5 separate regions of the Mus musculus genome follow, and regions 2, 3, 4 and 5 are each linked to region 1. The links are chromatin contacts, called in public ChIA-PET, Hi-C, Micro-C and promoter capture Hi-C maps. All regions are on one chromosome and are shown on one strand. Each heading gives the region's core, a stretch centred on a gene start, on an enhancer-like site or on the middle of the called end of the contact. The rest is flanking DNA. Distances are from core to core; before and after follow the strand shown.

Region 1 (5,827 bases), core at 873-3,372:
GAATATATGTGCATCATGAGGCAACACATGACCAAATTATTATTCTCATTACAATGAAAAGGAAATAGGTCACGAATGTCAGTGCATGCCTTTAACCCCAACACTCAGGAGGCAGAGAGAGGCAGATCTCTCTGAGTTCAAGGTCAACCTAGTCTACAAAGCAAGTTCCAGGACAGCCAGAGCCATTACACAGGGAAACACTGTCTCAAAAAACAAAAGCAAAAAAGAAAGAAAAGAAAGGAAGAGGAAAGGGAAATCGAGGGCTGGAGAGAAGCCCAGAGTTTAACAGTGCTTGCTGCTCTTCTACAAGACTGGAGTTCAAGTCCCAGGACTCACACCGAGTAGTTCACAAATACTTGTAACTTTAGCTCCAGGAATTTGATGATCTCTTCTGGCTTCTGCAGGCAGCAAACATACATGGTACATATACACACCTACATTCATACCCACATACACACTCACACACACCTTTTTTTTTTAAATACATATAAGAAAAGAGATAGAGGCACAGGCCATTAAACAGCTCGTTCAACTGTCCCACATTAGAAACTGGAAGAGACTAGCACAACTCATGACACCCAATCTAGTGCAGCAGCTGATGGCAGATGGTGGCAGTCAAAAGCAGACTAGCTCACCAATGACTGATGCTCCTCGGAAGCAGTGGACAAGGCCACACTGCAAGGTAATCAGCTGACGTCTGGCTAAAGCAAAGTGATTATGGTGTGGGGAAGTCATCCAGTATGACTGGGCATCCATAGGAATAGAAACAGAGGAGAACACAGGCCTGATTTTTCTCCTCCTGATATGGTCTTGACTTGGGACTTTTCCCTCTCCAGATCTTTCATTATTATTTCAGTTTCATCTCAGGTATTTTTTGCTGATAAAACTGCAACCCCACCCACTCCCAGTGCCTGACTGTTCATGCTATAAAGAAGGAATGGACTGGACATTTCCCAGCATCCTGGAATGGTTCTTTGGGGAAGGTGAATCCCATTTCAAGTATATGACAGCTGTATTACAGCAGGCAGTTGGCCTGAAGGTGTTATCTGTCTGGTGCCTGATATTCATGACACTCTATTGAAGACACTAGTGAGTTAGGTTGTTGTGATCCTTCTGCTCAACTGTGTGCTCCTGCAAGCATCTCTCCAGTGTAGAGAATAGAGAGTCAGCCTTTCAAAAAGTATTCAATGAGTTCCTAGTACTGGTCAGGCTCTGGAAAGAGCGGACAATAGGAGAGATACCCTGGATCATGAAGAGACTTACTCGCTGGAGAGAAGTATCCTGGATAATAGAGGCTCACCCAGGAGCCAGAGGGTACAGCACATAGAGGAAGGGAACAGATGGGGATTGAAGGGGACAATCATGTCCACTGGGGCGGGCAGCTGGGATGCAAATGAACGGCCAGCAAAGCTAAGGGACACAGAAGAGGCAAGTGTGGTCAGAACAGTTCTGGCAGAGGCACTAGGTGTGGGCAAAAGATGATAACAGTGGGAAGATGGACATCAGGAGGGATGTAAGCAGCAAGGGGTGAGGCACTGCAGAGGAAAGGAACACATCCTGCAGAGCAGAGGAACTCCGATGTTCCAGCCTGGGGGGTCTGGATACTCCCAGGTCTGGGATACTGGGGTCAGGGATACTCAGGTCCCAGGAACTTCAGACTCCCACGGGTCTGTGCATTCCACAGATTCAGGCACGCTGGTGGTAAGGTTCACTCCTGGGGTCAAGGCACTCTATAGTGTCCTAACACTAGAGGTGTGCAACACCGGGGTCACTCTAGAGACACCGGGGGTGTGATACTCCAGGATCCAGGGCACTGCGCAATGACAGGCAGTTTGCGAGTCCGAGGCACTCTGGAGTTCCGGGCGTCTGGGTTTCTGGGGCCCTCTGAAGTTATTCTCACTCTGGTGATCCAGAAACTCTGGATGGTCTTCAGATACAGGATGCTCCTGGGTCTCGAAGCCCCGAGGTTGGCGATGGGGAAAGGTCCTGACACTCCAGAACAGGTACTCGGGACATCGCCGCAGGGGCCGCTGGGACTACGCGTCCCAGCAAGCCGTGCGCGCGTCACGTCCGGCAGCGGGCGGGAGCCATCGAGTGTTTACTTCCGGCCGCCGGCGGGGCTGAGGCCGAGCGAGGCGCGGGCTCCGCGCAGCCATGGACTGGCTCATGGGGTGAGTGGCGGAGGACGGCGTAGCGCGGCGCTGCGCGGGGCGGCGGCGAACGTAGGGAGCGTAGGGCGGCGGGCAGCGGGTTCCAGGAGGGGCCGGGGCACGGAAGGACGGCCAGCCGCTGCGGGGTGCTGGGAGGCCGGGCAGGCGGCCGGCCGGCCGGCCGGCGGGAGAGAGGCCCGGTCCCCGAGGCGCTGTCCCGAGAGGCCGCGGTCCCTCGCCGCGAATCGACGGGCCGCGAGTCGGGCACCTGGCACTGTCGGTCGTCGGTCTTCGCGGGGCCTGCGAAAGTTCTTCCGCCCAAGTGACTTTCTTCCAATTTACTTTTGAGGAGAGTGAGAGGCGGGCGCTCCTAGCCGCGCGCGCTCTCCCGGCGGCTCGGTTCTCGACCCTGTGGCGGTGTCCGCGGCCCTGCTGTGGGGTCCGTATAATCCTGCTGGACCACAGAGAGAGCCGGCCTTCGGCTTCGGCAGTACGAGGGCTGCGCGGGACTCTGGAGATAGAAGCGGGGAAGGCGGAGGAAAGTGTAGTGGTGGCACTGTCAGGACGTCTGAGGCTGTTTGACCTCCCAGTGCTGCAACCTAGGGAGACAGCGGACTAAGTGAGCAGCCCCAGGGATAATCAAGAGACTAAGGGAGGCCGGGAGCCACATAGTGCCACTCAGGACGTTAAGTGTGGGTGACACGGGGGACTAGGCGGAGGCTCATCTTATTTCTTCAAGAGGAAGCCCTGTCACTGGTTCCTATCTGCTTCCTAGCTATGTGGTCCTCTCTAGACTTTTTTGTAATGGATCGTCTGTCAGATGGAAGCTGTGAAATCTGCAGTACAGGTTTACTGAAGGGTTAACTGAGGTAAGGGCCAGCACATGTTTTGCATATGGTAAGCTTGGCAGATGTTATGTCCTGGCCTTTAACAAGGTCTCTGAAGCCCAGGGGTTTTAAGCATAGGACACATATTTGAAACCAGCCTATTCCAGACCATTCTTCCTTTGTGCACTTGTGGAGAGGGCCAGCACTTGACTATAACTTGGCCAAGGTATGGTTTCACTGCAAGTGAACTAGATCTGTCAGCTTGGTGACTGAGGAAGCTGACCACTGCTGTATGTGTAATTTTTCCAGGCTCATACCCATCCAGGTGCTTTTTGCTTGGAGGCTGACCAGAAGCCAGTCGTTAAACTCCTCTGTCCCTCTTTCATAGTATTACTATAAAAGTAGGAAGAATGGAAGTTGCAGAGTGAGCCTTCAGAGGACATCCCCCCGCGCCCCCCCCCCCCCATCTACTCCACTTTGTCTTCTGATCCCTGGTGAGAGCTGACAAAGTAGTCGGGAGTGAAGCCATTTTTTGCTTCAGAGTACCCACTGTTTGCTCAGGGCTGAAACTCTCTCTGTAATTAACCATTTAAGTAGTTTTTCTGTCTGGAAGAATAGGACAAATGTATCATCTTTTATTGTGTCTTGGTCTTGGTCTTTTTCTTAATTCAGACCATCCGATATCAATGAGGGGTTTGGAATGTTTCAAGGTTTGTTTGTTTGCTTGCTTATGTTAAAGTAAAGGTTTTGTTAATTACTTCATGTTGGGTGAACCCAAGTATGGGTGCAAGAGTAGAGGTCTCTTACAGAAATTGTTAGAGCCAACAGGGAGGTCTACAGAAGTTTAAGTGGAAAGCTACATCTTTCTCTTAGTTGGGTGAGGATCACGCTGGGACTTTGAGCATCTCACAGCCTTATCTTTTGTGTTCCAGCTGCTCAGGAGGAAGGGAGGCCCTGCAGGGAAGCATGCTTTGGATAACCAGAGCAGAATTTGGCACGTTGGGACTTGATGGTAAACCTGCTGGGACTTTTCTGGAGAATGTTGTAGGTGTGGCTCTTAGCCACCTCTTGTCCTGTAGGTTTCCTCTGCTTGGAGAAGCTTTGAGCTTGTTAAGCAGTATATATAGTCAGGCTCCCTTCATTCTTTATTAGAAAGGGTTACAATTTTTGTGTAGTGGGTGTTTGTTCTGTTATGGACAACCACGTGCAGGGTAACACCCAGGGGAAGCTGCTCAGGATTTGGAAGAGAGAACCCCAACATGTTATGGGATACTTTAGGCAACACTTGAATCTTTTCTGGGGTAAGCATTTAACCAGGAGGTCTGAGTGTAGTTTGAATTTTATCTAGCAGAAAGCACAGTCCAGAAGCCCCTTGGAGTCAAAAGAACATATTTTCTCCTCTTCCCACTGATGATAGTGAGTTTTCCCTCCTGCCTGGCCACCTTAACTGAACCTCTTCCCTCTCCAGTAGTCTCTCTCCAGCCTGCTACTGAGGCTCCCTTTCCGGGTGCACCTGACTCTTATGAAGCCTTTAGATCTCTCCAGTACAGGTAGAAAGAGATGAAACCTGGTGTAGGCCATTTGATACAGTGTATATTTGAAGGTCTACTCTTGCTCAGCTAACAGATAAAGCTAAATGGCCTCAGGCCTTCCAGCCTGTCTGGGGCAGCCTTTAGCAGTCCTGTACTCTGAGCAGTTGAGTGTAGGTGTTTGCAAGGTTGGCATAGGGGTGAAAGGTTTTATCTTCTGGGAAAGTATATCTGGTGACTGACACCTGACTGGTAAGAGTCTGTAGGTTTTATTTGAACAGCCTCATGTGGTATCATTTACATACCACTAAGTTTGCTTGTTTTAAGTATATGATTAGGTAATTTTTAATAAAATTATAGACTTGTTTCTTTGACCATGATTTAATTTACTTTAAAGTGTATGTGTGTGTTCCTATGGGTGGAACCCAGGGCCTTAAGTATGTTGGGCAAGCACCTTACCATGGAGCCATCTTCTCAGCTCAATGGAACATTAACATTACTCTTTGGAGAGCCCTCTGGTTGCTGCAGATGCCCACCTCTGCGAGAGGCAGCACCAATCTGTTTTATTCCATTATTATGTGTAAATGGAGTCATGAGATCTGGTGTGTGATGGATTCAGTGGTAGGTGTCGGCAATGACGTCCGTTTGTTACTCCACTGGACATTGTGAAGAGGCCTGCATATTCTGTTTCTCCCTTTACCTTTGGGTAGAGGTGGTTGTGGAAAATTTGCAGGCATGACTGATGATGCTGTAACCCAGTCTTTTAAAACTGAATTGTACTACTTCCCAGCCAAGGATTCTGAGCCCACCTATGCCGAGGGCAAGGCTTCTGAAGACTCCAAGGTCAGTGCTTTGAGGGCTAAGGCTGGCAGAGGAGGACAGGACAAGCACAGTGGAAGGATCAGAGATCTGAGGAAGGGAGGGAGTGAGTGAGTGAGTGAGGGAGGGATATGAAGTAGAGCATAGGGACCTTCTTAAAGGATTGTGGTACAGTAAGTGGAGAGGTACCTGCAAGAGGCCTAGAGGCACGATGAAGGTCCCATCCCTTGCAGCCAGGCTCTCCAGTGGATGGCTCCTCTGGAAGATGTGATTCTAGGAATAACCTCATGAATAGCCTCTTTCCATGAGAGGCTGCCCAGGTGAACATCTGGGTTGGGTTTGCAAAGGTGTGTGCTTTGGGTCTCTTGTGTTCCCACTCCCTTTTTAAAAAGTAGTGGTCATGAATGCTGTGTACTTCAGGACACTCTGAACAACACTTCATTTCTCTTGTTTGCTTAGAGTATCCCCTAGGAGTTCATGCAAGCATTGCCAAGCTGGCCAG
Region 2 (5,827 bases), core at 1,203-3,702, 480 kb after region 1:
CTTTACTTTTACCTAGGAGGAAAGAATATAAATATATTATCTCATTGCCTCTAAAGAAGCGCTCCTTCCTCCTGAGACCCACACTGAGATCTGAAGACAGACTCATGGTTTTCAGTGGTGCTCGGGGAAAGGCCCCAACTACATGGAACACCACCCAGACAAAGCCCTGGGGTCTCCACTCAGCCTCAGAACGTGAAGACAGGAGGTAAAATCAAGGCAGGAAGTAAACCCTTTCAGGAGCAGCGAAGGACCCAAGCCCCTAGTGGACTGGCCCAGGGTAGTCACAGCAAGGCAAGTACCCCATGAGGATCGTGATAAGTAAGCTCACGGCACCTCGGGGAAGCAGCACCTCAGAGGGGCGCACTACACCTCCAGTTCAATTCTCTCTACCTGTGTGCCATAGCTCTGAGGACGGAAAGCAATCACAACATGCACTGAGGGCTTCCCCTCAGTGAGCCATCAGCTATACATTAGGGAAGCTGACTTCCATGTGCACTGAGGAAATAAGAGTTTAACCCACAAGCTGTCCTCTCTCATGACACTCACAAACTGCAACGCCTAGCAAGTCTACCTCCAATGCAAAATAAAGTTAGGAGAAATGGAAAAACAGCTACTCTGTGACAGTCAAAACTCCACTACGTGTGATACCTGCTGCTGGAGCACTACCCATCCTTTCACAGACACTGGCTTCCTACACACCTGTCTTAAATTTACTTAAGCTAGCAGCCCAAAGAGGGCAGGGGAATTAACCAGGAACACACATCTTACCAGATAAACATGCTGTGTACACAAACAAGTACTTGTATGTGTAAATCACTCTTTGAAACAGCAAGAAAAACAATTTAAAGGGCCATAAGCAGCCTGGCGAGTAGTGCACTCGCTGCACCAGCCTGAGCAACCGAGATGGGTCCCTCAAGCCCGGGTAAAGGTAGACGCTCATGAGAACTGACGCCAGAGTTATCCTCTGGCCTCCACATGCACACCACACTCCATACACACATGCAATAATAAAAAATAAAATCCAAACTTTAAAGATAGCTTTGCAATGCACGGTGGTACAAACTCTTAACCCCAGCACTGAGGAGGCAGAGGTAAAGCCAGCCCGGTCTGTTAGTGAGACCACGTCTCAAAAAGACAAAACAAAACAAAAAACTGCCTTAACGACCAATAGCTGCTTAAAGACGGAGGATCCTTCCTTTCCTGATGCGGGAGGCCACTGACAGGTTTCCCAAGCTCCACTAAATGGCCCCACACCCATGTGACTGTTTGTCCCAGACACATGCACAGACAAAAATGTACGCATAAAAGATGTAAAAAATTGTAGCCGGCATGGTGACGCACACCTTTAATCCCAGCACTCGGGAGGCAGAGGCAGGCGGATTTCTGAGTTCGAGGCCAGCCTGGTCTACAAAGTGAGCTCCAGGACAGCCAGGGCTATACAGAGAAACCCTGTCTCGAAAAAACCGAAAAAAAAAAAAAAAATTGTAAAGAAAAACCTTAAAAGGGCCTTCTCCATTAAAGTAAGAAAGGGAAGTGTTGGTGTGGAGGGGAACAGGGGGACGAGCGAGGGTGGATATGACCAAAATACATTGAACTCATGTATGTAGTTGTAATAAAAGATGATAAAAACATAAATAAAAAGGCTGGAGAGATGGCTCAGGACAGACTACTCTTCCAGGTCCTGAGTTCAATTCCCAGCAACCACATGGTGGCTGACAACCATCTGTAATGGGATCTGATGCCCTCTTCTGTCTGGTGTGTCTGAAAGCTAGTGTACTCACATATATAAAACAAATAAATCATATATATATATATATATATGAGAATGAATAAATAGCCGGGCCATGGTGGTACACGCCTTTAATCCCAGCACTTGGAGGCAAAGGCAGGCGAAATTTTTGAGTTCAAGGCCAGCCTGATCTACAGAATAGTTCCAGGACAGCCAGGGCTACACAAAGAAACCCTGTCTCAAAAAAACCAAAAGAAAAAAAGAGAGAAGAGAAGAGAAGAGAAGAGAAGAGAAGAGAAGAGAAGAGAAGAGAAGAGAAGAGAAGAGAAGAGAAGAGAAGGATGGATCTTCTCAAGCTACTCCTGACAAGGCTTGCAGAGACAATACTGACTTAATCCACACCAAACGCTGCAGAGCCTGGCCTCACACTGCCACTACACAGTGTATCTGCTTCCCAGCAAGGCAGACCCAAGCATCACTTATCTCCTGTGAATACTTGCTCATGAATAGGACTCACTATGGCTGCACTGAGAGCACCTCTGAGTCCAGCTCTACCCAGCATGCTCTACAGGTGGGAAGGACAGGAAACAGGATTCTACACAGTAGGGACAAAGGGCAGCAAGGCCTAGAGCCCAACCACCTCACATCACTGTCCCCAACCCTGATGAAGCAGGTCTTAGGACCCTGACTCCTATGTGCCACGTCTGAGCAGCTGAAGGCTCCATCGGGGTGGGCAGAGCAAGCACTGGCTTAGCTCTGGTGCTTCCTAAACTGCCAGGAATGAGGTAAGAGAAGCTTTCATTTCTGAAGTTTTCTTTAATCCTGTCTTTAAGAGGTTTAGTAGTTCAAATGTATAATCCCAGTATTCAGGAGGCAGGATTACCTGGGCTATAATATAACCAAAAAAGAAAAAGGAAAAAAAGAGTTAGGACTAAAAAGGCAGGCTTGGTGGGATCCACTCACCCTAACCCTGGCGTAGGCCTCATCTCCACATCTCCTTCGAGCATCAGGCTCTGACATGTCCTGCTCTACAGAGATATCAGTGTGTCCCCAGCCAGGCCCAGCCTCAGGAGGGAGGCTCTTGGAGCACAAAGCTTCACCTAAGGGTCACCAAAAAAATGTGGGGTGTGGCTCTAAGTTCCTATAGTGACACAGGCGCTTCTGTGCAGAACAGCTGAGGAAATGGAGATCTGGAAAGCCCCTCCTTCCAGGCTGTGCCCGTGACTGCATACCTGTGGAGGCTCATTTCAGGAGAGATGTCTGAAGGAAAAGGGGAGAGGGAGAGGTGCAACCCATTCGTAAACCTACTTTCTAGCCAGAAGTAGCTCACCTGCTACAGGGCCTGGAGAGGAGTGTGGGAGGCTTTATTTTTTTCTGGGGAGAATTAAAAATTTGCCCATGAATAAGAAGTAAAAATAATTTTTCTTAAAAATGGAAGAGTCTTCTTAAATTGTTTTGGGTACAGTAAACTAAAACAGCTTTAACTTGTACAATATTTCATATTTTGTTTTTTGGCCACCACCTCCCCTCCCTCCTGCTTTTGAGACAGGGTCTGACAAAGAATGTAGCCTCAACTGGCCTGGAACTCATGACAATCCTCTTCTTGGCCTTTGCCATCAGCCACCGAACCTGGCTCTTACAAGACTGCCCCAAGAAAAATAGACAAACAGACAGAGCAGGAAGTCTAGGGTGCTGATGGACATCTATCATTTCAGCACTCAGGAGACTGGGTCAGGGGGAGAGGTTTGCCTGGCATGGTGAGAGCCTGACTTCCATCTCCAGCAACATAAAATGAAAAAAGGGCTGGAGAGATGGCTCCACAGTTGAGGGCAATGAGTGCTTTTCCAGAGGACCTAGTTTCAATTCCCAGCATTCACATGGCAGCTCACAAACTCTAGGTCCAGGGGATCTGACGCCCTCTTCTGCCCTCTGCAGGCACTGCTTGTAAATGGTGAGCAGAGATACATGATAGTAAAACATCTATAAGCATAAAAGATAAAATTAAAAAAGGATTTTTAAAGAGTAACAATAAGCCGGGTGGTGGTGGTGCACGCCTTTAATACCAGCACTCAGGTGGCAGAGACAGGCAGATTTCTGAGTTCGAGGCCAGCCTGGTCTACAAAGTGAGTTCCAGGACAGCCAGGGCTACACAGAGAAACCCTGTCTCGAAAACCCAAAAAAAAAAAAAAAAAAAAAAAAAACAATAAATGTAAAATATGAGCATAAAGACCTAAGTTCCATCCCCAGAGTCTAAAAGAAAAAGTCAGGTGGGATGGCACAGGTTTGTCATCCCAGATCTGGGAGAGGGAAAACAGAGTCCTGAGCTGGCCAGTCAACCAGTCTAGTTTACTCAACCAACTCCAGGTCAAAGATCAGTCCCTGCCTCAGGAAGGAAGGGAGGGAGGGAGGGAGGGAGGGAGGGAGGGAGGGAGGGAGGGAGGGAGGGAGGGAGGGAGGGAGGGAGGGAAGGGAAGGGAAGGGAAGGGAGGGAAGGGAAAGGAAGGGAAATAACTCCTAAAGAATGCCAGTAGAAAACAGTCTTGCTTGAGTGTATATGCCATGTACACACACACACACACACACACACACACACACACACACACACACACGTTTTAAGTTTTAAAAATAGGAAGAACTGAAGGACTGTGGACAGTGGGAGGTTGGGGAAACCCTAGCCAAGCCTCTAGCTAGCTTGTTTTGTGTGTGCGTGCTGTATATATAAGTTGTTTATTGTTCTTTAGTTTCTTTAAACAGGGTCTCAAGTAGCCAAGGCTAGCACAGTTTAAGTGGGGAAATGCCTCGAAAACAAAACAAAAACTGGGCATGATGACTTTCTGTGAATACAAGGCTACCATGGTCTACACAGCAAGTTCCATCCAGAACTACATATAAAGACATGTCTCAAAAAGAAAAAGAAAAAAAGTTCTACATGGAGCTTGAGACACTAAGCAGTGTTGAACATCAGAACGGTTATAATATATCTAAGCTAGTCAAGCAATAAAAAACAAGATATTGGGCTTTATATCCAGCAAAGATATCATCAAGTATAAATGTCATAAACCAACTACATACATTAAGTCCAGACCACCTTGCTCCCTAAGTTCTTTGTGGATCATGAACCTCAGACATCCAGTCACATGAAGACCCACAGAAAACATAACTATGAATATGAGGTACACGCATGAGGTGGGCAGAGGAGCATAAGTGGGCAGAGGTGTTCGGGGACAGTCTAAGTGTACAGGATGGTAGTATGCAAGGGGAAGCATGCCTAAGTACAGAAGAGTGATGTTCAGACAATGTAACAATGTGCAACTGTCAACCACAGCTCACAGGGGCACAGCTGGACAAGGAAGAAGCAGATGCTTAGCCTTCACCCAGAGTAGCAGCGCCTAACTGTAGGGGAATGATCACTCAGGAAGCCTGACAGTTTCCTGACTCAGTAGTTCCCAGTGGGAAGAGAGACCTGTGAGCCTACACACCCACACCGCCCGGAAAGCAGGTCAGTCCTAACTCAATGTAGTTGGTCATGGGACAGAGAAGCAGTGGACCCAGGTAGTTATGATAAGATACACACCCAGAGGTCTCAAGCACAGTACACTGGTCTTTCCTGTGTTTCTGATCTACCCTGTCTCTGCTCTATGGGGCTCTGGCCAGGCCATATCAGCCCTACCATCCTGGCATTGCCCTGGGTCCTCCAGAGTCACCTGGGTCTGCTCAAGCCATTTCCTATGGTAGACACAAGTCTATCTCTGCCTTCATTTAGGTCCTTCAATCCACCTGACCACAGCTTCCCCTACAGAAAGTTCAAGTCTCTTCCAAGAACAAGGACTGAGCCTATTCCTTGAGAGAATGTCCACTTGCCACCACCAATGCACTCCTGGGCAGCTCAGAGAGATAAGACCCCTAATTTACTCCTGTTCTCAGGCATCCCTGTCTGTCTGCAGCCTCACTGCCTCTTCCACTAGAAGAGCATCTCTCCTTTCCCTGGATCAGAGACCAGTGTCGGATACCTCCCGGGACTGGCAGACTGAGCAGCAGCAAGGGATGGAGAGAGGATGCCTTCGAGAGCGAGAGCAGGCAGGCCTACCTGTCTGAAAA
Region 3 (5,827 bases), core at 2,167-4,666, 470 kb before region 1:
ATCAATCTGCCACTGATGGGCTACTTTAGGATCTACTACAGGAGGAGACTGTGGAGGCCTACTAGAGACCAGCCCAGGCTAAGGAAGTGGTTCTAAGGAACAGAGGACATTTCAGGGTCACAGCTAGAAGTGTTGGGGACCTTCAATGAGCTACATAGAAAGAGGCTGGGCACCCTCTGGCAAGACAAGGCACCCAAGCCCCTCAAGGCCTTTGCTTCCCCTCTGGAGTCTGAAGACAACAAGAAGTAGACAAGGGGCTATGTCCTGGTGGCAAGCCACCAACACAGGTACCCACCATGCTGCACCCGTGTGCGCACGGCAGCCACGGGAACATTGTAAATCTGCTCAAGGTAATTCCGAAGGTCCACCCTGGTCATCCTGGATGAGACAGAAAGCAAACAAGTTTGAGCTAAGCCTAGATAAAGAGATATCCTACCCAGGGATAAGGGTGAAAGTCCAAGGAGCAGCTGTGGCCAGGTGAGGCTGGCTCCAGTGTTGTCCCCTCCAGACAAAAGGATGAGCTAAGAGTTAATGAGGGTGGGATTTCATCAGAGTTGTTTACTTGGTCCTCTCCACCTGGATCCTTGACCATTACCTGGAGCCAGGTGGGCTCACCCTGATCAAATGTAAGATATCAGGCCTGTCGCCAGGCTGGGCTCCTATCTGTAACTAAAGACTCGCCCCTAGGGTCTATGAGACATGTGCTGCCAGAGGGGCCTCTCTAGGACTTGGGGGACAAAGCCCATGGTGGCTTTCAGTACAACCCTGGCTACCATAAGCTCCTGTGTATGTCTGGAAAGCCAAAGAGACCCTAACCCAGCTCCTCCAGGGATCTGCTCCTGCCCCCTGCCCCTGCTGAGCTGGTCCCTGTGGATTTTAGGACTCAGAGCAGTACAAGCAGTTGGGTTGCACTGAACCTTCCTTAAAAGGGGGCACATGGAACTGCGAAGAATGAGGTAAGGGACTCAGAGCTCACATCCTAGAAGCCCTGCAAATCTCAGCATGCTCCAACCCAGCCTCCGGGGACTCCTTTCCTGGGAAAAGGATGGAGGCAAGAATTCAACAAATCTCAGGCTTTCTGTTAAGCTTTCCCCAGGTGGAGGGCGAGCCAGGAAGCCAGCCAAGAGCATGCTTACTCTTTGGCTGCCTGAAGCTCTGCAAACACCAGGCCCCTCCACCATCCGCTGAGCAAGCAAAGTGGCCCCAGGTCTTTCCACCACAGGAAAAGCCTGGCCCTGGGGAGCTAAGCTAAAAAACAGGACAGGACCCACATCCTGGAGGCCACTCCCCAGCCCCTGAACTCCTTTGGGCCTCACTTACTCCATGGGGATCCGGAACTGCACGGTATCTTCAGGCTGTGCAGTACCAGGCCGCACCAGCTGAATGAAGAAGTTAGTTCGAAATACACGGAGCTGGGGGCCACCCAGTTGGTAAAGGGGGTACCTGCTCAGGAGAAATCAGGGGATTGAGGTTATACACACAGTACTGCAGGCTCATGTGTCCACTCACATCAGCAGAATCGAGGCAGGGTGGGACAGTTACACATAGGACCTGTCCCTACTATATGGTTTCATTAGTAGGGGGGACAAGCAGCTTCCCAGCCTAGTCCTTGGCCTCCCTACTGGGTTCCAGGGCTACTGACACTACAGCCTTCCTATAGAAAGGTCAAAAGGACAGCTAAAAGAGAGAAAGAAAGAAACAAAAACAGGAACTAAGGCTCATAGCTGTGGTATGGGAGCAGAATAATGGTCCCAGCTTGTAAAATTGTAAGAACAAGGAAGGAAGGACCTCATAAACAGGGCAGTGGTGGTACTCAGCTTGCAGATACCACCTCTTCCAAAGGCCTGCTGCTAACTCCTGCTTCTGGGGAGTGGCCAGCCCGGAAATATCACCCCCACCCCCACCCCCAGGGCCCACAGAAGTTCCTTGAGAGGGAGGAAAACAGGCTGGGGGCTAGAGAAGACAGTGTTTCCAACATGGCTCCGAGCTAGCAACACCTCACTGGACACCTAAAACTATCTAAACAAGCAGGACTTGGTGGGATAGCCAGTTTCCACCATTATCAGGCCTGTAGAGAAAGCAGGATCTCTGCCTGGTGGTCCTGCTCGCCTCCATGCCCACCTGAGCAGACATGGAGAAGGACAGGAGAAACTCAAGGACTGGGATTACTAGAGACTCATAGTTCATGGTCCCCAGGTGGAGGGTGGGTACACAGGACCACCCTAGGGTCACACTGATAACCGAGGTGTGGCATGTGGGCCAGACCTCTAAGTCTTGGGAGCACCACACTGGAAGCACCAAGCTGAGGGCACCAGAGAAGTTTCAGGGCTGAGAAGCAGGTACCAGAGTTTCAGATGACTCCCAAGGTAGCATGGTGGGAGCCTCAGAAGCAGGCCCCATCGCTAAATGTTTGCCAAACTCAATGACTCAAGAGCCTACCTAATGGTCAAATTAGAGGTCTGGCCTTTTAGGGCTCTCTTAACTTCTTTTCTACTATTATTATTTTTTTTTTTATGAGCAGCCCCAAACAGCATATCTCAAATGGAACTCTTGGCTCTCTCTTCTCGCTGGGAGCCTGGTTCCCAACTGGTAGGCTGTTAACCTAGTCCTCCTCAAAGCTCAGGTCTCATCCCTGGTCTCACTCTGCCCCCACCCACCTGTCACTCATTCACGCATGGGTCCAACCAGCTCCCTGCAAAGCCAGGGGGTGAGCCCAAAAGCTGAACTAGACTGGCCCTGCCTCACACTGGCCTGGTTCAGAGGTCCCTGGTCTCCCAGCCAGTCTGCGGAAAGAAATCACAAGGTTGCCCACCAGGGAACCAGCCCTCACCCCTTCTTATTGCAGGGTCCCCCCAATTCTGCTTCCACGAGAACTCTCAAAACCGCATTAATGCTCAACCTAGGGCCACCCAACCAGTGGGTCACGTGTTTACTGAACACATGTTTCCGGCTCAGACTGTGGGAGGCTAGCACTGCTGGCCACGTGGAGACCGGTGAATGTAGCAACTTTGGGGGACTTGGGCCAGGGGTCCTGCAGGCAACGGCCAATCCTGGCTCAGCCCTGGCTGTCTGCCAAAGCAGGCTGTAGCCGCTGGCTGTGATTGACAGCCAGGACACTAAGCCGAGGTGGCCCTGCCGCGTGGACCCTGGCGGGTTTCCCGCCGCGTGCGGGCGCCTCCGGCTTCCGGCCCGGGCCCCGCACCCACCCGACCTGGGCTGCTTAGCCCGTTCCGCGGGTCACGACTTTACTCACAACACATTCCGCGCCATGGCAGCCGCACCTCCTGGTCAGGAAGGAGCGACACCCGCCCCGCACAGCGCCCGCGCTGGCACAGCGCCCCCTCGCTTCCGGAGGCCGCGCTACCCTCTCCCTGCACCGCAGGGCCCCGCACTTTCGGTGTCCCGCAAACCCCACCCCACCCCCAACCCCGCACCCGAAAAGCCCCTCCCCCACCCGTGCACCGTAAGCTGCTTGCGCACCGCCCCCGGCACAGCGCACCCCGCCTCTCAGCCATAAAAACAGTGAACAGCCCCGCCCCTCACCCGGCCCCGCAAAAAGCCGGCATACACTCTGTACCCATTTGCCCCATCCCAGCACCACACAGAATCCTGCATACCTCTCGGTGTATAGTGTACCTCCCTGTTCTTCAACCTGTAAGCACCCTACAGTACATGCTTTCCCACCCACAAGGGCACCACACTTTGCCATGAGCAGTCCCGCATCTCTGCACTGCTGGCTGGTGGATTCTACAAAGGGCAACTACTATCCTGTTTCCCCACCCCAACATTGCATGGCCCCACCAAGCACAGTCATACACCTTGTACCCCCCCCCCCAAATCTGCTCTGTGAATCTACTCTGTTCCCTTGCTGTAGGTGGTCCAGCAGTACCTTTGTCCCCACTCCCCTTTTTCTGGACTGGACGAAACCACCCCATAAGGCTCACCAAGGCCTGGCCACATAGCCCCCACCCTGTGTTCCACAGCCTAGTCTTTCTCTAGGCTCTGCCAGCTCTTTGTCCCCTTTCCCACATAAGCACATCAGAGGCTACACCCATGCCCTATCCCACATAGGACCCTAGCCCCCCTCAACAATTAAGTCACAGCCTCGCCAACAATCCCTTGGGCAGCAGAGATGGGGAAGGGTGGGGTGGACTGGATCTCTTGTATGAAGTCTACGGCCCCTCTCCCAATCCAGACTGGGTTGTTTTCCCTTCCAGGCAAGACTCCCAGGACCCCCTCCTTTCTCCTTCCCTCCCTTTCTTGGCTGCCCAGCCACATTTGCAGCCCAGCAGCACTGCATACTCCCTGTCCCAGGAGCCCCTGGCCACACCTCCTTCAAGAGGCCACTAGCCTCCCAAGGCCTTGCTGTTCACAAGTCCTCAGCCCTGCAGGTCAGAGACCCTCCAGCTTCGTCCTAACTAAGGGATCCCTGCCCATAGCTCTTGTCCCGACTTGGTGGTCTTGCTGCTCTCTCCTGCTTCCTGGCCCATCTCTCCCCATAGGTTCTCTCTGCTGCTTTCCAGCTCCCTCGGTCCTTGTTAAGTTTCTGTCTGTACCCCACGGCAACATAGTTGTGTTTGGGGGCTCAGGAAAGGAGACATGGGTGGAGATATCAGGCACATTATAAGAGGCCATCATGGTGGCTCTGGGAGAAGCATCTAGGTCACCCATTTAATGATCAAAATGACCACTGGGGTCCCCTAGGATGAAGGATTAGAGGTGAGTTGTGAGCACAGATCCCTGCCCATATCCACTCCTGTGTAGTGTTACAAAATGAATGTGGCTATGACCCAGCAGCAGATGATATTAGCCTAGCCTGAGTTCTGAGCCCCATCTCTCTTCCTCTCCAGATCAGACTTCTGGGGTTTTCTCCCACTTCTTCTGTCACCCATTGCTCGGCCTGACTGGACTGCCGTAGCCCGCTACAGTACCATTCCACACCTCCTCCAAGAGGCCGAAGGCTAAAAAAAAAGGAACACAAGGACCAGAAAAGTACAAGGTTGTCCTTTCCTTAGTAAAGACTGTTGTTAGCCATATTTAAGATGGGCTCAGGGTTGTAACAAAAAATTAGTTCCCTAGCTGGCCACTGCTTGGGAAGAGACTTGGTAGACCATGTAGGACTGGGAGATTGAATTTAGATTCATGAGTCTTGCACCTTTACCCAAACTGAGCTATCTTGCTGGCCAGCTCTAAAATTAGGTGGTTCTGAGACTCCCCCTGGGAAGAAAGCATTTAAGTGTGAGGTGACCTTATATGTGACATATGGTGTACGTAACTCTGGGAGAAAAAGACTCCCTAGTCAAAGAAGGTGCTGAGCAGGGAGAAGCCAAGTGGCCCTGTGGGAGCTGGGGTCCTCACAGCTTGGAAGACAAAGGGTGAAGGAAAGGGTCCCTTGTGGGTGATGAGCAGCTGATCTTAGGACACATTGTAAAAGGGACTAGTGTTGCCACTTCAGCTACCTACCTCAAGCCTGTCCCACCAGAGTCCCTCAGTTCCCTTCTGGATGAAAGTTTCTGGTTGAATGTTAGGCAACTTTGGAACTGCAAAATGGTTGGTGTAGGGGAGGATTTCAGGCTAAGGATACACCTGGTCCTCCCAACACCAACACAGGAGTCCCATTCTGGCCCAGATGTGGCCCATCTGAGCAAGCCACATCTCCACCCCTTGATAAACCAAGAGTTACGGAGTACACCTGTAATCCCAGCACTTGGGAGACCAGGCTGGCCTTGAATTCAGAGATCTGCCTGCTTCTGCCTCCTGAGTGCTGGGGTTAAAGGTATGAGCCACCACAGGCAGTTTACTTTCTAATCTTGGATCAGACCTAACA
Region 4 (5,827 bases), core at 2,381-4,880, 400 kb before region 1:
CTAGACACAGAAAGCCATCTCTAAAATGGCCATTCTTGCAGTGATGGTGTTACAAGATCTTTGCCTGCTAGAGTCTTTAAGAGCTTGGCAAAGACACTCAGTCCATGAATGCTAGAAACAAGCAGCTGCATTCTGAGTGTGAGGTTGGGGAAACTGAGTCACAAGAAGGTGACACTTTACCCTTCTTCCCCTCACCTTGAAATGGCATCTCAACCCCTATCCCAAAAGTCCGAGTTCCTAGAGGAAAAGGCCTGGTCCACTTCCCATGGGTCTCTTCCCCAGACAAGCCTTTACCTCCTCATGGCTCACTAAGCCTTCCCACATAAACCTCTTAGGGAAACTGAGGCAGTGGGAACCCCTAGTAGCAGTGTCACCCTAGTAAGGATATCCCGTCCTGGGCCCTCAGTCCCCAGCCTATTCCAGATCTGCCTACCTCAGTTGGGGGAAAGGTAGGCCTGTGATGTCCCAAATGTGCCAGGCATCTGGTTTCCCCTTTCCAACCCAACAGATCCCAAGATGGGGATCTGTTGAAGCTGGATGGAAGGTGGTAGAAAGCCTAGGACCTACCAGGAGGAAGATCACTGTTTGGCCTCCTTTCTGTCTTCAGGAAGCTCTGACTTGGCTCTGCCTGGCTCAGCTCTGCCATCTGGAGAGAGAGCTCCAGGACTCAGCTTCTAGGCTTTCAATCCTCAGAGCACACCTTGGGAGGGCAAGGTTGGGGTGGGGGTCCCTCCACTGGGCTCCTGCCTCTTAGAAGAAGACTCTCAATAGTGTTCAAAGTCTCTGACTAGAGATCAGGGGTCAGAGGCACACATGGTCCAGGAAGGAACCCTGCCTAGGTAACCCTTAGATTGTCCTGTTGGTCAGCAGGTCTAGACATAGGCCAGAAAGGTTTCCAGGATAGATAAAGTTCCAGAGCAGGACCCTCAGCAAAGCAACATCAGATGCTGAAAAAAAAATCAGAATGCAGACATCCCAGGAGCCAAATAAGCCATACAAATGAGAGGACAGATGGCCAGGTAGAATGGGTCAGGCAGGCCTGTGCAGAGACATCCCTCTACATGAGACTGCTCCCAGTGAGAGGAGGCATGGCTCCACACAGAGCTAGGGTTCCAGGACATGGATAGTGTTTGAATCTGAGGCCTGTGAGGGCATGCTGAGCCTCTCTGTGAGCTACATGACTGCCTTGTAGCTTCTAAGGCACCACACAGTAGAGATGTAAGGGTGTTCAAGTTTGGTCTTAGGGCAAGACATTCCCTAGGTGTCACCCAGCAGTATCAGCAAGTCACTTGCAGTCCTATGGAGATGCCACACACTGCTCCCAAGGGACAGGAATAAGCTACTGTTGGGTAGTCAGGCCGGGAGACAGCACCCTAGCAGAGGAAGAGCGGCAGGCTTGCATCAGTGGTGTGGGGAACTCGGGAGTGGTACACAGCAAGCAGCCTTCCTGCCTTCTGAGGCTCTGTGGGAGGGGTTTGACTGCCTTGGACTTGGCGTGCATGTGTCCTGCCATGCTTACCCTGGTATACCAGGGCAGGTATGAAGGAAGAGCCTGGCTTCTGCCTGATGCACCTGCTCTACTGTGGACAGCACAGCATGGGGATTCCCCCTGATCTGATCCAGCCCAAACTGACCCTGTTCAGCTCTGGGCTTCTGGGGCTTCCTGAATGGGAACTTCTTAGACCAAATAACCCCTTCTGGGCACTGGGGACTTTACCACTTCAAACAGGAGAATCCCTGGTCTGTGAGTCACCCTGTACAGCAGGCACAGTATCTCCTCCTCCAGGGTCTCAGTTTCATTTTGAAAGGTCGGTGGTGCACTTTGTTCTTTCTTCCTCCATTTTGGGGAGGAGGTCTTTAAGGGGCTCCCAGGCCCCTTTAAGGCTGTAGGATTGTGGAACAGGAGTTCCTGACTGACAGGCACAGGTGCAGCCCAGCTCCGGTCCTACAGCAAGATGACTAGGGATCGGCTGGGACCGCCAGAGCTGTGGGCACCCTTCACTGTGCTGCTTAGACCTCGGCATTTGAGACAGCTGAGAGAGGGGGCTGAGGAAGGGCCTAGGAGGAGGGTGGGGCTGGCTTGGCTGCTTGAAGCTGCCCTTCTATGGGCACAAGGTGGCAGGGGCACTGACGTGCAGTCATTTCTGAACAGGGTCACAGCTGTTGACTGATCACCCTGTTCCACACACCCCGCAGCTTGTGTCCTCATCCAGCCTGGGCAGAGTGTCCTTGGAGCCCTTCTTGGGATGTCACGATGCATGTCCCCCTTCCCAGGAGACAGACTTCATAGAGCCTTTCTGGGAACAACATGGCCCTGGAATCCCAAGGCTGGCACAAGGGTGCTGACCCAGACCAGGCCAGTCTCTGCTTAGCCTCAGACTCCTTTCCTAGCCTGAGGGTTCCTTGGACAACTTTCTAACCAGGGTCCAAATGCAAAGCAATAGTGTGGAGACCCCCCAACATGCACCCCTCAAAGTGAGGTTTCTTCCCATTATCATTGATAAGGATTGAGGAATTGCTGTTCCTGCCCAAGATCTGGCGTCCGGCTTGCGAACTGCAGAGACCCTGCAACCCCTGCTAAGGTGGGCCTTATCTCCTTGAGCCTGTGGCTGAACCCTAAGAGTCACACTCTCCCTGGCAGCCTGGCAGCTCCGGTAGCAATTTTATGTTTTACCTCTTTCTTCCCCTTCCTCTTACACACCTGGACCGCAGCCCCCACATCCTGCTCCCATGAGGCTGCTAGCCTCTGACCTGTCCCCAAGACCTGACACCCTCTTCTGAGACCTGTTCCTGGGACAGGGCAGGGCAGGCACCAATGGCCTGGCTTGGTCTCCATGTCTACCCACTAACAGCTTCCCTTCTCATTACCCCCACCCCCACCTTATGACCCAACACAGGAAAGACAGGGAACACCCTTCACATCCCTTTAAATTGCAGATGCCCTTAAGCAGCTGACAGCCTAAAGGCCTCTGCCCAGCCCTGTCTGTTGCAGGGCAGTGGCCCCCTTTACCTTTGCCAATGTTCATTCCCATACCCACTGTACTTAACAACAGTGCCTGGTCCATAAGACACCATTGACCTTCTCTATCCTCACATAGCAGCTTTGGGAACCCCTGAGGCCTGGTCACCTCTCAGTATCTTAAGGCAGGCCAGACCCCTCAGACAAGCCTATAGGTGCATGAGGTCAGGATTCCTAGGCCTAGTTTCTCCCAACACAGCTACTGCTCTCTCCTGCTGTTCAGGCCATATCCAGCCACTCCCAGTCCCTTCCACACCAAGCATCCATCTTCTCTATTCTGGCTATGAACCCTAGCCAGGAAGATAGCCTTTCCCAGTTAGGCCAAGCTGCAGAGGGAGATAGAGGAGATACACACCTCTCTGGTAAGAGAGGGTTTCTGAAGGCTATCTAAGTCCTATCTGAGATTCTGCCTACTCAGCACTTGGCACAAAGCAAACTGCCCATAGTGGAACTCACCCTTCGCTGTCTTCTGCATGGAGCTCTTCCTGTTCCTCGCATCTGGGATCGATGGCAGCCTCCGCCATGGGCCTGGTGTCTTCGGTGTGGGTGCACTTGTTATGGCTCCTGGTGTTTCTCTGTAGATGGGCGGTGGCCTAGAGCCTCAGCCCCCCACCCTTCCCGCCCCAGGTTTCACTTCCTCCTTCCTGTAGCAGGTTGAGGTTTGAAACCTATGGGGCTTGGGTTTTTTTTTTTTTTTTCCTATGTTGCTGCAACAGAAGAAGAGTTAAAACAAAACAAAACAAAACAAAAAAACAAAAAACCAAAAACCAACTAAACCCAAACCACTCATCAGGAAGTGTTGAGCAAGCAAGCTATAGCCTCCTGGAATGACAGAAAAGGGCTGAGGGTAGAGGTGAGTAAGGCTACTCCTTGCAACTCTGGTCCATAGACCTGAGAGTAGCTATGTCTCCCACAATGTCCAGAATTCATGGTCCCTTTAGTGTCCGTGGACTGCTTTCAATTGCTTTGCATGGAAATCTTCTGTGCTTCCAAGTGTGCTCAATGAACATGGTGGAACTAGTTCTTGATGCTTCAAGGTCATGGCCTTGGACACTCTTAGTTAGCCTTTGCTCCCCAGCCATGTCCAGGGTCCCACATGTGGTGCTCCCCTAGTCTGTGGTTCTAGAGCTTGTCTCTATCTGTCTCCATTCCTAGCTGCTGGACGCTCTTGTCTCCCTGCTCCATCAGCTCTCTCTAATCCTGCCTCTGTGCTCTGGGCATTTGGAACCAGTCGAAGAGTCGGTTGATGTTCCCAGCTATGCTGGGGTGGGTCATGGGTTCTCCTGAGAGGCAGCACCAGAGGAAGGACTGAGGCTTTTGGGAGGGAACCAAAGGGACTATAAAGGAATGATGGGGAATGTGATAGCCAGATCCCAAAGTCCCGGGACTTGGGCTAAAGTGTCACTGGGCCAAGTTGAGGCAGCCACAACATGGTAGAGACTCTCTCTTTGAAGCTTGCTGACCCAAGAGATAGAAAGAAAGGAGCCAGTGCCCTATTTCCCAGCACTGGGCAATGAGTGACCTCGGAAATCTCACTATGAGGTCTTACAGGAGAAGTGCAGAAAGGCAAGAGAGCCTTAGGGTGTTGGGAAACTTAGTAGAAGCTGTAGAGTATCATCTAGAGGTAGACCTGTGTTTGCAAGCCTGCCTGACTGCAGGGAGCCCTTTCTTATCCACATGGTCCAGTGGAGGCAAAGCCTTGCTTACTCTATCCCAGTCCTGAGGAGGGGGCAACAGGAAGAGTGAGTATTGTTCAGCAGACTGGGCAGGACACCTGCCTGCTTTTTCTTCAGCCTCCTCTCTCTCTCCTTTTGCACTTTGCTTCCTTGGGACCCTCCTAAGTGCTCTGTTGATAAGTGGCTGGGAATGCATTTGGCAGGTGACAGAGTTATGCCACTTCTGTCCTGACACCTCTTAAGAGGTTTTCACTGGTTCCTATGTCTGTCACAGGGCCTCGCCATCCAGGCACCTTATCGGTGCATTCCAGCCACTAATCTATGAACTTTCTGTGGCCTGTTTGTCCTTAGGGCTGGGGGATGGAGAGGTGGAGACCATTGGCTACCTACAGACTGGATTGGTTTCATAGTTTTCAGGACCTCAAATCCAGCAGCTAACATCTTTCAGATGGAAATTCAGACCCTAATAGCACAGACCCTTCAAGCCTGCAGAGCCAGCTCTGCCCAAGGGGAAAACCCCAGTCTGGTTCTCTCAAAGCTGAAGTGTTTATAAAGTCAGCCCCAAGAGTAGCAGTGTGGAAGGCAGGACTCCTGAGAGGAGATGGGTCTTACACCCAGGTCATATCACAGGAGTGACTTTCCTGTAAAAGTAAATCGTAGGGTGGCAAGATGGCTCAGGAGGCAAAGGTGTTTGAGACCAAGCTTGATGATCTGAGTTCAATCCATCGGACCCACACGGTGAAAGGAGAGAACCAATTCCTACAAGTTGTCCTCTGATCTCCATACACATGCCCTGGCACATACACAGCAGAATTATCTGGGAATTCCAGACACTGCTATATGACCTCCCTTTGGCCTGCTGGTTGGTTTTTATGGCTAAAGGACAGGCAGGCAGAGGCCATTGGCCACCTATAGGTTGGACTGACTTCCTAATTTTCAGGCCTCTGATCTAACAGCAGCTAACATTTTCCAAACAGAAATTTCGACCCTACCAGCAGAGATGCGTGTGTGTGTGTGTGTGTGTGTGTGTGTGTGTGTGTGTGTGTGTGTGGTGTGTGTGGTGTGTGTGTGTGTGTGTGTGTGTGTGTGTGTGTGTGTGTGTGTTTATATGAGCCCTTCCTAATGGGTTGTT
Region 5 (5,827 bases), core at 2,130-4,629, 290 kb before region 1:
GTGACAGAGATGTTGAGTCCCTCCCATATCAGAGTCTCACTCCCACCTTTACTCTCCTGACCCTCAGCCCTTCACTTCATACATGCTCTCTGTCCAACCCATCTTCCTGGTCACCCCTCTGCCCTTTACTGGCTCTCTTCCCTTCCTCTCACTCTATCCCACCCCTATCCTTCCTTCTCCCTGCTCCCTCTGCCCACTGTACCCATCCCACACCTCCCTCCCCCTTCTCCTTGTTCCTGCCTTACAACTCCTTCCTCCTCAGGACTATCCCTCCTTCTGGCAGCCTTCAGTTGTCCTCTGTCTAGTCGTACTCCCATTCCCACCAATCCATCCCCCCTCCTACCACACTTCCTCCTCAGGTATCCACTTTCTGCATTCTGGCATCAGCCAGTCCAAATGTCTTCTGTCCACCCTTCTTCTTTTAAGCAAACCCAGTCTGTGAATAGAGCAACCCCATCTCCTGTGCTCACCCGACACCCCCATCTGCTTCTAGGCTCCGATTTCAGCTTGCATCAGGCTCAGCTGGCACTCACAGAATGATGTAGCTCAAGGGGGCTGTCCTGAGGCATGCCTGCTCTGACCAGGTAGCCTCTTAGAAATGGATAGCTCTGTCTCCATCTTCCAAGGATGTCCTGTCCACTCAGCTTCCTGTTTAAGGTCTAGCTAGGTAGGACTGGTCACAACATACACCACATACATGCCATTACACCCCACATCGACTGTCTCTTGTGTCGTTATCCTATTAACTATGCATCCAGTGTCTCAGGGTCACCTCTCCCTTTTACAGTAGATCACTTCAGAGTTACTGAGCCATTGTACAAAACAAAACAAAAAACCAAAAACAGACCGAAAACCAAAAACACCAAAACAAAACAAAATAAAACTTCTGTTTTGAGCATTCTTCATAGAGTCCCTGTATTCCTCGTGTCCCCCCCCCCCCACTTTTTTTTTCTCTGACTAGACACCCTTTGCTTTACAAACTGTGAAAGATGAGTCTTTCATTGACTATGTTCACCAGACTGGAGGCAGGTGCCTACAGAACAGAGGTCTGTGACTACTCGACTCTCACCCCCCTGCTCCCCACCATCCCAACCTCCCTCTTCTACTGCCCTCTTTCCACCTCCACCAGTGGCCTCTGTCCTGCTTCCTCTCCTGACTTCTGCCTCTCTTCCTCCTTCTCTGATAGCCACTGTCTCCTTCCCTGTTGGCCTCCCTCCTCTGCTGGCTTCTGACGTCTCCCTCTTTTCTTCCTCCTTCCTCCTTCCTCAGGCCAACCTCTCTCTCTCTCTCTCTCTCTGCTGGCATCCACTCCAGTGCCTCCTCTGACCTCTCCCTCTCTTCCTCCTCCTTTTGTCTCCAGGTTCGGGACAAGAAGCTCTTGAATGACCTGAATGGAGCTGTGGAGGATGCCAAGACAGCACGGCTGTTTAACATCACCAGTTCTGCTCTGGCAGCCTCCTGCATCATCCTTATCTTCATTTTCCTGCGGTACCCACTCACTGACTACTGAGCTAGCAGGCAGTGGGTCTTGGCGACACAGCACTGAGACTGATGGTCACTGAGATTCAGGATGCTGAGATTGTGGGGCAGAATGGGCTTCCACCAAGGCCCAGAGCCATGCATGGCAGCAAGGTCACCAGAAGCTGAGTGCCCGACCGAGTGGCGCACTCTTCCCAGCCACCCTATCTGCCGCCTGCCCCTGTCCTGCTGGCACCGGGTCTATGGGCTTCCTTCCATGATGCTGCCCAGTGACCAGTGGCTGCCCTCCCTGGCCCATGCACCCTGCCCAGGATCCTGGACCCCTCAGACCTGACACCCAGCAAGAAGGGCTTACACGGGAGCTCCCGAAATAGGGGCTGCCAGCACCTGGGGTTCCCTCACTCCTGACCCCCCACTTCCTCCAAGCTGTGACCCCTGCTCCAAGCTCTTGTATCTGTGAACTTTCATTAAAACATGTGCTCAGCTCAGCTTCAGCCTCTGTCCATGTGCCAGGCAGGGCCTAGGTGTCCCTTGGAGGTTTGGAGTGCTGCTTTGCAGCCTATGCCCCCAGGGCCTGCACACAGCTAATTCCGTAGGAGGTGTGTTCAGAAACCAAGTGGTCTTATGAGGGCCAGCTGTGTAGGATGGCAAAGTGAGGGGTGTTAGGTGGAGGGGCTCCCCACAGGGTTCACAGAGCCATGCACCCTGTGCAGAATCCAGGAGAAGCTTCCTTCAGTAGTGTTGGGGACAGGCTGCCAGTCCCTGGGAAACCCACAGGGTGCTGATGGGTTCTCATCCACTTAGCCCCTGAAATGGGGAAAGAGGCTCCCCTGTCTGTCAACTGAAGGTGGCTGCTCAAAGGTCAAGATTAGCTGTGCTGCACTAGGAAGTAGTGCTGCCCACAGAAGGATGCTGCCCCATGTGCTGAGGGTGGAGCAAGCAGGAAGGCAGGAACAGGACAGTGCACAGAGTGGACCGAGTCCTGACCCTGTGAGGTCCTGGTTGGCCTTGGAAAAAAGAGATACTGTGGGGCTCTAGTAGGGGCCAATGGTGTGCTCAGTGGTGTGGACGCTTGGCACCCTTTGCGGTTTCTGATCATACCCTTGGAGGTATCGGGAGTGTCAGGAGAAGACAGGCAAGAGCAGATACCGTTGCCGGCTGTGGGCAGAGAGTGTAGGTGGGGTTAGTGGAGGGCTGGCCAGATGCAGAAGCTTGAGCTGGTTCTGACCAGATGGGGTTAACCAAGAATGAGAGATGGGGGCAGCGCAGGGTCACCGGGAATTCAGTGCAACTGGTACACTGAAATATAAGCAAGCAGCTCCTGTCCCTCTGTCATGCCCTCTCCACTCTGAAATCACGAGTCAAAATACACTCCTGCATCACGATGCTTCTCTTCAGGTATTTGAGCACAGAGATAAGAAAACTATTGCACGCTGTACAGCAGTACAGGAACGTTAACCACTGAGCAAAACTTTCAAGCAGCCAGAGCGAGGGTCGGTGGGGGACCAACACATTATTTCAAAGCTGCAGGGAGAGGTGGCTTTTCAAAAAAAAAAAAAAAAAGATGGCATAGCTAGCATCTGTGGGAAATGATGTATTTCTTGGGACTGGTTCTTGGGAGGCAGGCCATAGGGTTCCCAGAACACCTTTTTTTTTTTTTTTTTTTTGGTAGGAGATGCCAGTTATGAAGCGTTTACACTCTTGTTTTTATCAGAGGCTCTGCCCCTGTGGCTGCATGCCTCCCTCCCCTGCTGCCTGGTGTTTGTCGCTGCCAAGCTCATGGTGAGATTCAATGGCAGCTTCAGCTTGTACCACCCTGGATATTTGTCACCTCTAGTAGAGTCCTCACCACTTCCTATGGGGCTGTTGTTCTTTTAGCCACTTCCTTGTCAGCCAGTGCTTGGTGGGTGTGGCAGGTAGCGCTCTCCACATCTTCCTGACACCCCTCATGTGACTACAGCTTCTCCTCTGTAACTTATCAACAGAAGGCATCTGCACACTGGAGAGGTGGCTCCGCAGTGACACGTGCACTGCCCTTCCAGAAGACTCAGGTGCAGTTTTCAACACACATGTGGCATCTTTCAAACATCTGTAACTCCAGTTCCAGGGGTTCTGAAGTTCCGGCTTGCACACAGTGCACATATAGTCGTACAAGCAAATAAGACAATAAATATTATTTTGAAATAATTCTTCCTTTTTTTTTTCAAGAAAGGGGGGCATGGGGATGAAAATCCACCTTATATGACTATCAAAGTACCCACTCGTGGGGTGCTGGTGGGGATCAAATGAGCATTTATTTTCCAGATTTTTAAATCACAGATTTTTTTCTATGTAGCTTCCATCCAATGTGCATATTTATAGCATGTTATTCACAAATGCTACAAATATGAGACAACCAAAACACCCATCTATATATGTTTTCTTATGCATGAAAAACATGTACCCAAACATATCTTGGTTTGAGTTTCCAGTAACTTCCCTAAGGGAAGATGTCTTAGTTAGGGCTTTCATTGCTGAGCACAGACACTATGACCAAGAACTCTTCTTAAAAAGACAACATTTAATTGGGGCTGGCTTACAGGTTCAGAGGTTCAGTCCATTTTCATCAAGGTGGGAACATGGCAGCATCCAGGCAGTCATGGTGCAGGAGGAGCTGAGAGTTCTACATCTTCACCTGAAGGCTGCTAGCAGAATACTAGCTTCTAGGCAGCTAGGAGGAGGGTCTTAAAGCCCATACCTACAGTGACACACCTACTCCAACAAGGCCACACCTTCTAATAGTGCCACTCCCTAGGCCAAGCATAAACAAACCATCACAGAAATCATCTTTAAGTGATCCATAAATGATTACAACATAGAACAGGTGATATCTTCTCTTTTTAAAGAGAAAACTACCTTAAAATATTGACTTATTATTGTGTCTAGATACAAACTGGCTCTGTGAAAAGAAACAGGTGGGGAGGGGGTTAATAATCACTTTTATGAACTAGAACATCTACAAAGGGTGTGGGGAGAACCTATAGGGACAGGGTCCATAAGAGGAAGGCCGGGTAGAGAGGTTGCCAGGGACCCAGGTGCAAGGACTGGTGACAGGGGACTGACCATGAAGGGACAGACCATATTGGCAAATGTGTTAAAGTTTCTAGGACACAAGGCCTGGGGATAAGTTGAAGACACAGTCCACTGTTTCCTTTGGTGACGCCTTCTCTGTCTGTTGTCATGGTACACACTGTGCCAACCCTGGGACTCTTGTCCTCCTTCTGAGAGCACAGAAAGGGAGAGGTGAGGGATAGGTTTGCACTGTTAGGTGCTCTGTAGTCTGTCTTTTCTGGTGACTGTAGTGTTTAGGCCTCTTGTGGCATGCCTCTCTGTGAGGCTGTCCCTTCCCAAGGTGCTTTTTTTTTTTAATCTATCACTGACACTTTTGCCTGCACGTGTCTTCTGGGATCTTTTTCACACCTACGAACAGGTCCAGCAGGGTGGAAGCAAGCAGGCCTACGTTTCTAGACAGTCACCCTTTCTCTGTCCCTTCCAGCCTGAGTCTTTTCAGGGTCTTCCTGGGCTGTCCTCCAGGCCCGCACCAGCCACAGTCTCTCAGAGCTGCCTTGTGCTGCCTGTCTTCAGAACTCTCCCGACCACTCCCCTTCTGCTTTTTGTTCGGTTTTTAGGATCCATCTGTCAAATAAAAACAAAAACAAAAGCCTAGTGAGGATTTGGTTAAAGTCATAAATATACTGGGGAAGAATTTACATTCTTAGAAAAACCTTGAATTTCCCAAATCCCCGAGAGTGCAGTAGGCTGCCCTTACCTAGGCCTCTTTTAATTTTTGCCCAGAATGCTTCCTAGTTTTCTGTACTAACTCAAAGAGTTTGTCAGGTTGATTTCTAAACATAGGACTTTTATGTAGTTGTAAATGTCACACCCTGAAATATTTTCTTCTCTGAGTGTATATTACTGTTGTCATGAAATATAACTACTGCTCAAAGCACAAGTAGCCAGTCAACACCACTCTGTGTGGTTTTTTGTTTTGATTTTTTCGGAGATATGGATCCTTATCTGTGTACGCTCTGGAATCTTCAATCTCATCAGCACACAGTTTTTCTTGACTGTTTGTCTCTCCGCAGGCTTCATTTACAGTGTCCCATGACAGTTGGGGAAAGCAGGCTTTCTTTGTAGAGTCCTCAGAAGAAAGATAAGCCCTTCAAGGCCACGTGACTTCCTATGATATTTATCCTAGCTACTTGTAGTCCTCTTGAATTTGCATAAGGAAGCTCACTATTATTCATGATATGCTAATGAGGGCTTTCTTGCTAGGCTGCAAAGATGATAGGGCAGATTTTTGCATTGC

Evidence for each region. Promoter capture Hi-C pulls out the DNA fragments that hold promoters and counts their contacts. Hi-C and Micro-C count contacts between places; a contact is called where the count stands out from the background. ChIA-PET counts read pairs in DNA pulled down with a chosen protein or histone mark.
Region 2: a contact with region 1 is called in a promoter capture Hi-C map of fetal liver, with 2.5 times the contacts expected there. The contact joins the enhancer-like site here to the promoter of Mob2 in region 1. A contact is called at or near these places in 7 of 39 promoter capture datasets (the C10 cell line, cranial neural crest, embryonic stem cells and 4 more) and 1 of 115 datasets of contacts at active chromatin or transcription factors (embryonic midbrain).
Region 3: a Hi-C map of regulatory T cells shows a contact between it and region 1, with 6 times the contacts expected there. The contact joins the promoter of Mrpl23 here to the promoter of Mob2 in region 1. A contact is called at or near these places in 4 of 39 promoter capture datasets (the C10 cell line, liver, pre-B cells and 1 more), 5 of 484 Hi-C or Micro-C datasets (CD4 T cells, embryonic stem cells, granulocyte-monocyte progenitors and 1 more) and 1 of 115 datasets of contacts at active chromatin or transcription factors (regulatory T cell precursor).
Region 4: an RNA polymerase II ChIA-PET map of memory CD8 T cells shows a contact between it and region 1, with 7 read pairs. The contact joins the promoter of Lsp1 here to the promoter of Mob2 in region 1.
Region 5: a Micro-C map of the G1E-ER4 cell line shows a contact between it and region 1. The contact joins the enhancer-like site here to the promoter of Mob2 in region 1. A contact is called at or near these places in 1 of 484 Hi-C or Micro-C datasets (the G1E-ER4 cell line) and 3 of 115 datasets of contacts at active chromatin or transcription factors (effector CD8 T cells, memory CD8 T cells and microglia).

Annotation. Positions count from the first base shown.
Region 1 is chr7:142,057,329-142,063,155 of GRCm38.p6, reverse strand. It overlaps Mob2 (MOB kinase activator 2), which reads left to right and starts at 2,122. Exons shown (of 5, transcript NM_028308.2): 1 at 2,122-2,171. The coding sequence starts at 2,155.
Region 2 is chr7:141,582,471-141,588,297 of GRCm38.p6, reverse strand. It overlaps Ap2a2 (adaptor-related protein complex 2, alpha 2 subunit), which reads right to left. Exons shown (of 22, transcript NM_007459.3): 2 at 1-12. Among named protein-coding and RNA genes, the nearest start is that of Ap2a2, 23 kb to the right of the region's middle. Within about 2 kb of position 2,452, at least 29 of the 459 cell types and tissues checked have an H3K27ac peak or open chromatin away from gene starts, as enhancers often do. A contact at or near this core is called in fetal liver, where this site is marked.
Region 3 is chr7:142,530,621-142,536,447 of GRCm38.p6, reverse strand. Mrpl23 (mitochondrial ribosomal protein L23) reads right to left here and starts at 3,416. Exons shown (of 5, transcript NM_011288.2): 1 at 3,254-3,416; 2 at 1,321-1,443; 3 at 296-378. The coding sequence starts at 3,270.
Region 4 is chr7:142,458,615-142,464,441 of GRCm38.p6, reverse strand. It overlaps Lsp1 (lymphocyte specific 1), which reads right to left and starts at 3,630. Exons shown (of 11, transcript NM_001136071.2): 1 at 3,476-3,630. The coding sequence starts at 3,543.
Region 5 is chr7:142,351,648-142,357,474 of GRCm38.p6, reverse strand. It overlaps Ifitm10 (interferon induced transmembrane protein 10), which reads left to right. Exons shown (of 3, transcript NM_001347541.1): 3 at 1,361-1,967. The coding sequence ends at 1,510. Among named protein-coding and RNA genes, the nearest start is that of Ifitm10, 19 kb to the left of the region's middle. Within about 2 kb of position 3,379, at least 72 of the 459 cell types and tissues checked have an H3K27ac peak or open chromatin away from gene starts, as enhancers often do. A contact at or near this core is called in the G1E-ER4 cell line and effector CD8 T cells, where this site is marked.